Regions from separate parts of the Ovis aries genome. Here region 1 is linked to region 2. A link is a contact called in public Hi-C data. All regions are on one chromosome and are shown on one strand. The core of a region is the stretch at or near the end of the contact, and the rest is flanking DNA. Distances in the headings are between cores, read along the strand shown.

What was found. A called contact is a pair of places that touch in the nucleus more often than the background predicts.
Region 1: a Hi-C map of liver shows a contact between it and region 2, with 5 times the contacts expected there. The contact joins two enhancer-like sites. A contact is called at or near these places in 10 of 16 Hi-C or Micro-C datasets (hypothalamus, liver, mixed tissues and 4 more).

Annotation. Positions count from the first base shown.
Region 1 is chr26:1,554,624-1,558,456 of ARS-UI_Ramb_v3.0, reverse strand. No RefSeq gene overlaps it. Among named protein-coding and RNA genes, the nearest start is that of MYOM2, 12 kb to the left of the region's middle. Within about 2 kb of position 2,551, at least 11 of the 54 cell types and tissues checked have an H3K27ac peak or open chromatin away from gene starts, as enhancers often do. A contact at or near this core is called in hypothalamus, where this site is marked.
Region 2 is chr26:1,500,119-1,503,841 of ARS-UI_Ramb_v3.0, reverse strand. ARHGEF10 (Rho guanine nucleotide exchange factor 10) reads right to left here. Exons shown (of 28, transcript XM_042241502.2): 18 at 781-896; 19 at 291-418; 20 at 32-132. Among named protein-coding and RNA genes, the nearest start is that of KBTBD11, 28 kb to the left of the region's middle. Within about 2 kb of position 1,946, at least 10 of the 54 cell types and tissues checked have an H3K27ac peak or open chromatin away from gene starts, as enhancers often do. A contact at or near this core is called in hypothalamus, where this site is marked.

The DNA of each region.
Region 1 (3,833 bases), core at 1,302-3,801, 54 kb before region 2:
GGGATCGAGCCCGTGTCACCCCTCCTCCTCCAAGGGATCGAGCCCGTGCCCCCTGCAGCCCCTGCACCGCAGGCAGTTTCTTCACCGCTGAGCCACCAGGGAAGCCCCAAGTACATATGTTTACCCGGACACAAACTTGCATCTATGTGTCTGTATCGATATCAGCATTATCTGTCCGTCCGTTCATCTGTCCAGTATCTACCTACCTATCTCCATACCTCCTACTGCTCCTGTTTCTCTGACTCAGCCTCCTTGTCCTCAAACTAGAAATGATGGATAATGCAAAGATCGCTGGGGGTGTGACGCCAAACAGGAGGGGAGGGGAGAGGAGAGCGTGTGAAATCAAACGCCCCTGCCCGTCGTCTCGGGGGACACGTGTGAGCACGTGTGTGGGTGCAGGGGGAGAGAGGAGCTCTGACTTTAGTTATCCGGCTCTATTTCAACTCGCGTGTGCAGTTGCCCCCGAGCACATGGACTTCCTGACAAGTGAGGTTTGAGAACACTGATCCCAAAGACAGCTGATTCCTGCCGGCCTTGCTGTTCGTAGAAGGTGCCCGACTGTGTGGGGCGGGACCAGGGGCTCACTGTCAGAACTGAGAAACAAAACGAAGCAGCGGCTCCAGGTGGGCGGGGTGTCCCGGCAGCCCCTCCCACCCCCAGCATCCTGCAGCGGCTCTGAACCCCGCTCCGTGGACCGCAGGCCCCCTGCGGGTTGCAGCCCTGAGACTGAGTCCCCTTGTGTCCTTTGAGGATGGACGCCTGCCCTCCATCCTGGAACCCAGGGAAGCCCGTGGCCTCCATCCTGCCTCTGTCGTGTCTCTGCCCCCGACCCCAGGCCATCCCCGGCGCGTCCACACGTCCGGCAGTTCCCCTCTCTCCTGGGGACTGTGAGTAACACACAACCAACTTCCTGCCATCATGCAGGCACCTTTACAAACAGACTCAGAACAGGACAGAGGGGAAAAGAAGGTCGGCCCCCTCTTGACATTAATGAATTTAAGGCTGGCTCTGGTGGGCAGTGCTTTGGAGTGACAGCAGGTGGGGAGAATGTGGAAAGGTCGAAACTGTGCTGAGAGGAGAAGGTGCCCACGGAGGCCAGAGGGAAGTGAGGAACCAGGGTGGATGCCAGGGCCCCAGTGAAGGAGAAGGGGGTGTGGGGGGCCCTGGGCAGAGAGCAGGAGGAAAAGGAAGGGGTGACCAAGTCAGTTCAGTTCAGCTCAGTCGCTCTGTCGTGTCTGACCCTTTGCAACCCCATGAGCTGCAGCACGCCAGGCCTCCCTGTCCATCACCAACTCCCGGAGTTCACCCAAACTCGTGTCCATTGAGTGGGTGATGCCATCCAGCCATCTGATCCTCTGTCGTCCCCTTCTCCTCCCACCTTCAATCTTTCCCAGCATCAAGGTCTTTTCAAATGAGTCAGCTCTTTCTATCAGGTGGCCAAAGTATTGGAGTTTCAGCCTCAGCATCAGTCCTTTCAATGAATATTCAGGACTGATCTCCTTTAGGATGGACTTGTTGGATCTCTTTGCTGTCCAAGGGACTCTCAAGAGTCTTCTCGACACCACAGTTCAAAAGCATCAATTCTTCAGCGCTCAGCTTTCTTTATAGTCCAACTCTCACATCCACACATGACTATTGGAAAAACCATAGCCTTGAATACACAGACCTTTGTTGACAAAGTAATGTCTCTGCTTTTTAATATGCTGTGCAAATTGATAGTAACTTTTCTTCCAAGGAGCAAGCGTCTTTTAATTTCATGGCTGCAGTCACCATGCAGTGATTTTGGAGCCCCCCAAAATAAAGTCTCTCACTGTTTCCACTGTTGCCCCATCTATTTGCCATGAGATGATTGCAGGGAGAAATATCAATAACCTCAGATACGCAGATGACACCACCTTTATGGCAGAAAGCAAAGAGGAACTAAAGAGCCTCTTGATCAAAGTGAAAGAGGAGAGTGAAAAAGTTGGCTTGAAACTCAACATTCAGAAAACGAAGATCATGGCATCCGGTCCCATCACTTCATGGCAAATAGATGGGGAAACAATGGCCCAAGTCAGGTTACTGAGTCAGCATTCCAGAACTGGGCTGTGACGGGCTGGTGGTGGCTGAAAAGACAGGGGGAGGGGCTGCCCCCCACCACCCCCCAGCTGCCCTCGTTCCGTCTGCTGCCCCAGTCACAGCTGCCACTTATGATTTCCTATGATCCATCCCTTCCTAATTACATGTCTCTATTATCCATCCTTCCCTAGATCCTGAACTCTATTCAGGTTTAATGGATCTGAATTGTGCCAAGTAAATGATTAGTAACTGGACAGGGTGGGTGGGGGCCGGGGGGCCCGTCCATTCCTCAGGGCCAAGGTCAGAGAATGGCCTCCCTGACCCAGACACAGACCCCCGGGCCACGACCTTCTGAAAAGAACACAGAGACTTTAACTGCCGAGGACACCACAGGGACGCCAACCCACCGGCCCGGGGACAGGAGGAGATTCAGAGCAAGCGGCGGAGAGAAAGAGCCTTTGTCTGCCCGAGGGCCAGTTCCCACAGCCGCTGTGTCACAAAGGGCCGCGGACACTGCTCTGCTGTTTACAGAGGGGCGGGGCGGGCTCAGCGGGCCCCAGGGTGGCACAGAGCCTGCGGGGGAAAGCACACAGAAGCGCCGAGAAAGCTGGTGGGGCGTCCGGCCAGCATCCTGGAGGTGGACAGAGCTCCCCTGGCCGCCCCGAGGCCCGGGCGGGCTGCAGGTGCCCAGCCCGCCTGTCCCCCGGCCTCCTTCCAGGACGGTGCACCCCGGGGGCCCCAGGCCAGCCCCAGATTCTCAGCCACGCATCCCCCAACCGCCGCCCTGCCCACTCCACAGGCGCCTGCACCGTGCAGCCTGCAGGGCGTTTTGCCCACAGCCGTGTGTGAGTCACCGCAGAGCCACAGCTCACCTGAAGGGCAGATGCGCTGGGCTGTAAGGGGCAGCAGCTGTGGGGCAGACGGGGCTGGAGCAGGGGCAGGCCCGGACTCCAGTCCCCCGACCCCCTGGAGGGAAAGCACCCTTGGGACGCAGCAGCCTCAGTAATCGGGTTACTCGTAGGGGCTCCGCAGGAGCCTGTAGTCTAAACCTAAGCGGAAGCCGGGCAGTCTGTCTAAAGCATCACACACCCCTGCGACCACGGGCATGGGCAGGATGTATCTTTCTGATGCATCAGACTCTTCCTTCCATCGAGTGTGCAGTCCCAGTTATACACTGCTGCTCAGTTTCAGCGAGTTCTCAAATTAAGCCCTGGAAGCAGAAGAAAATGTCTCCAGAGTGCGTCAGAAACCCACAGAGATAGCAGTGGCTTGGACTCGGCTCTCACCTCGGGCGGGTATCTCTGTGCGGCCCCGGACACCCACCTCCCTGTCCGAACTCAGCACCAGGACCCAGGTCTAACCCAAGCAGGGCCTCCCGCCCACCAGGAGGTCCTGCAGGCACCAGCCCCGTGGCAGCGCCTCCTGGGAAGCTCCGGGCTGCAGCGAGGGGTGCGCTGTCCACTCCCTCTGTGCCTGGCCGGGCCTTGACCTTCCAGAGCTTTCACTAAGAAGGGCTGATGCGTGTGGGCCTGTCCTCTGTTTCTCCGAGACACCTGGGTGCTCCCACCGTTCGGGGCATCCTTCTCAGGGGCCTGTGAGCCACGCCTTCCGGAGGAAGCTTGAGGAAGGTGCGCTGGGCGGGAGGCGGAGCCCTTCCTCAGCAGCTGGCAGCTTCAGACGCAGCCCTATCGCAGTCCAGGGACCGGCCCTGGCGCTGTCTGCTGCCCCTTCCCACCCCCTCGAAGGCGCCGTGACCTGGCTGAGCCCGACGCTGG
Region 2 (3,723 bases), core at 697-3,196:
CGTTTCATCAGCTGACCTCAACCCATCTTACCCAGGGCGAGCTTGGCCATCTGCAGGCTGTTGATCCAGGACTCCTTGATGGCGGGAGTGAAGGTGTTGAACACGGCGGTGAAGAAAGTCGGCCGGCCGGACCTGCAGGGAGAAGGGAAGGCCGTTCACTCCGCAAGTGGGCTCCAACGCGTGAAACCCAGTCCTGGGGCCTGCCTGTAGGATACGGTCCCCAAACTGTGAGGACGAGCAGGTTGGGACAGAGGACCGAGCTCGCGGGCCCCCCCCTGAGGCCCACTAACTTGTCCTGCTTCCCCGGGAGCTGCAGCTGCACCCGGCAGCAGTCGGCCGCTCGGATCTCCTCTTCCTTCTTCAGAATCAGCCTCTGTAAGCCGGACATCCAGTCCTGGGCCACCGACGGGTTCAGGTTCTAGGAGGAGACGCACAAGTGCACGGAAAGGTGTTAGGAAGACAGCACCGAACTGAGGGAGAGGAGGAAAGTGATGCCACGACATGAGAGACCCAGGGAGACCAGTGACACATCTCACGTCGGGAAAAAGGCTCCTTTGGGAGGAGGGTCACACGGTGCCAGGATGGTTCTAAGAGAACTGAGGCTTGAGTCAGCCTCAAGGCGAAGACGGTTACGCTGGAAGGCTTCAGCTCCTCGGAAATGGGAGACACAGTCAGATCAAGGCCTGGAGTAACTCCAGTCCCCCCTTCTGGGTGGTGGGAACCATGCTGATGATGGTTGGGAAACTAAAACAGAATTTAAACCCAAGATTCGGCCGTCACCTGATAGTTTCCTTTGAGGTTTCCGACCAGCTGAGTGATGTGGCCGATGACGCTGAGGTCATGCAGCAAGTTTTGGAGGTCTTGATACAGCTGCCCCGGCCCCACGTAGACTCGGTCTGCAACACAGGCGGCAAGAGGCGCACACTGAGGCCTGCCCTCTGCTCCAGTGGCTCTGAAGGCAGGGGGCCCAGGCTCCACCCCTGGTCAGGGGAATAGATCCCACAGGCTGCAACGGAAGATCCCAAGTGCGGCAGCGAAGACTCGGCGCAGCCAAACGATACTGGAAAACTAACACGCACAAATCCCAGCGTGTTCCCGCCAGGGCTGGAGGAAGGAGACTCAAGAACGGAGTCTAGCGCACCCAGAGATTTTTAAGGTGACTGTTTCCAGGTAACGAGATGCTTTTCCGTTTCTGACCTTTCATTCTGAAGTAATCTGAGACTTTCCAGAAAAGCTCTAACAGCATAAAGTTCCCTGCACCTGGTGCTGGATGGTGCCGGGTCAGAACCACAGAAGCCTCCTCGCAAAGCAGGAAATCACGCGGATGGAGCAGCGCTGACCAGCGTGGCCCCACCCAGACCTCGTGGCTCCTGGGAAGCAGACGGCTTCTCACCCAGCCCGTCTCCACGGAAACTGCGACAGGCTTGAAATCTCGGGGCTGGAAAGCCAAGCAGAGTCCGTGTGGTCAAGGACGCAGCAACTGTGCCCAGAGACCCTCAGAGGCGCAGGCTGGGGCTCGGCAGACACATCCGGCAGCAGCTCTGTGCCCGAGGGCCCTGCGTCACCCCAGGCACCCAGCACACACCAGGTACCGGGGGCCTCCAGGACCGGAGCTCTCCAGGCGGGGGGAACCGGGCAACAAGGAGGCCACAGACAGAGGCCAGCAGGGATGGTGGGGGTGCCCCCGGCTCCTGACGTGCACGTCACCCCGATCCACCGCAGGTCTCCCTGGTCTGTGCCTGTTCCCAGACAGGGAGGCACCGCAAGTGGCTGCCGGTGCCCCGCACAGCTCCTCTGCCCACAGCTGCGGCTGTGCCCGAGCCCGAGCGTGCATCTCCCCTTGGGACAGAGACCCAGCCATGCCTCTTGTTTTCACTGCCAATTGTGAGCGTTAAGTAACTACACAGAAATCAATGGGAGTGATTTTCCCAGAATGACATGCATCAGAATTTGCACAACTGCTCCCCCTGCTGAAACGTTTCAGAAACCTGTCCTCAGGACAGGCCAGCGGCCAGGGGGCAACGCCTTCCCCATCTTGTGCACATGTCTCTGAGGGTCTGACAGCTCATCCCCTGCCCCAGAGGCCCCCCAAGTGCCCATGTTGTGGACACAGCCCCTCAACACCCACCACGGTGCCCACCTGGCACAATTTCTTGCAAACTGAGGGTGGTCTAAAGGCCACTTGTGGAAACTGCACTGAGGTTATGAGAATCCTAAATGAAGAATCCAGTGTCACCTTATTTTTGCCATAAGGGAAATTTATTTCCTCATAAACCCGCCTCCTGCGATAGCATGAAGCAGAGTTAAACTAAGACGTGGTGGGCACAGAATTTTGCAAAATAACTCCCTGAACTTAAACCAGCCGAGGGCCTCTGGCTTGCAAGGCTCCACACCTAGTGGAAAGCTTGAGGCCTCACGTGGCACCCCCCAAGGAGAGGCAGGGTACAGGGCGGAGGCACCTTCCATCCCGGCTCTGCAGGGCCCTCCTCCCACAGCTGTGGTTGCCAGGCAGGGAGGCCTACGCTGTCCCCACCGCTCGACAGCAGCCCAGCCTGCAGTGCTGAACTTCAGAAAAGAGTCATTCAAACAGCACAACAGTCATGTGAACATCGGGGAGCAGGGTTTCTAACTCAGCTTCTCAAAATAGCTTGGGATGAGAAGCGCGGGAGCATCAGGAGAGACATCAGCGAGGGCACTGCAGCTGTTCTGTGAAAACTCCGGCACGACTGAGGCAGGCTGGCCCGTGAGCGGCTCATGGACAGGAGGCTCCCAGCTGCCCAGACCCGCCGGAGGAACCCCATGCTCAGCCTGGCGCTGGGGTCAAGGGGCGGACCCTGTCCACGTGGGCAATTCACTGTCCACCCCACAGGACCTGCCCTCCCCCCAGGGTGAACCTGGACAAATCCTTCATCCCTGCTGCCATGGGACAAACACCTGGACCATTTTCAGCATCTCTGTAAGCGCCGGACAGCATCACGCTCTGTCCCGGAGCTGGGAAAAGCCCCAGAGGGCCCCGACCTGAGTTCCATCGGCCCACACTTACAGAATTAGCAGACCTTAGTTCTAACCGAGAAGGCCTTTTAAAGACCATTTACTCCCCCACTCACCTTTCACAGCTCAGAGCTAGAAATCAGACCCACTCCACAGTTGGGGAAACCACAGAGGTTCCCACACTAATCCCAGGTGAATATCCGGGCCCACAGTGCTGACCGCATCTGTGTGCAGAGGACCCCAAGTCAGCATAGCCCCCCATTCCAGGCTCAGCACCTGGCACACCCTGGCCCCCCACCTTCTGTCCACCGTGCACTTAAAATGGGTGAACTGTGCTGCATGAGAGTACCATAATTTGTAAAGTTAATAAATGCTTTAAAAAGTAGCATATCTAACACAGAACTGAGACTTTTAAATGGGTGGCAGCTCTGCAAAGCGCCCATCCCTGGGACACCTGGGCCGAGACCACACCTGCCCCCCAACCTGGAGTCTCCCCACCCGGAAACTGCAGTCAGAGGCCACCCACGTATGACACGGGCTGGCTGGGGATACGCGGGCTAACCTTTCTCTTGCAGAGGCCGGCCATCACCACCCATGCGTGACATGGGCCTGGTGAGGACATGCGGGCTAACCTTTCTCCCGCAGTCAGAGGCCGGCCGTCACCACTCACGCGTGACACGGGCCCACCGGGGACACGCGGGCTAACCTTTCTACCCGAGAGGCCGGCATTCC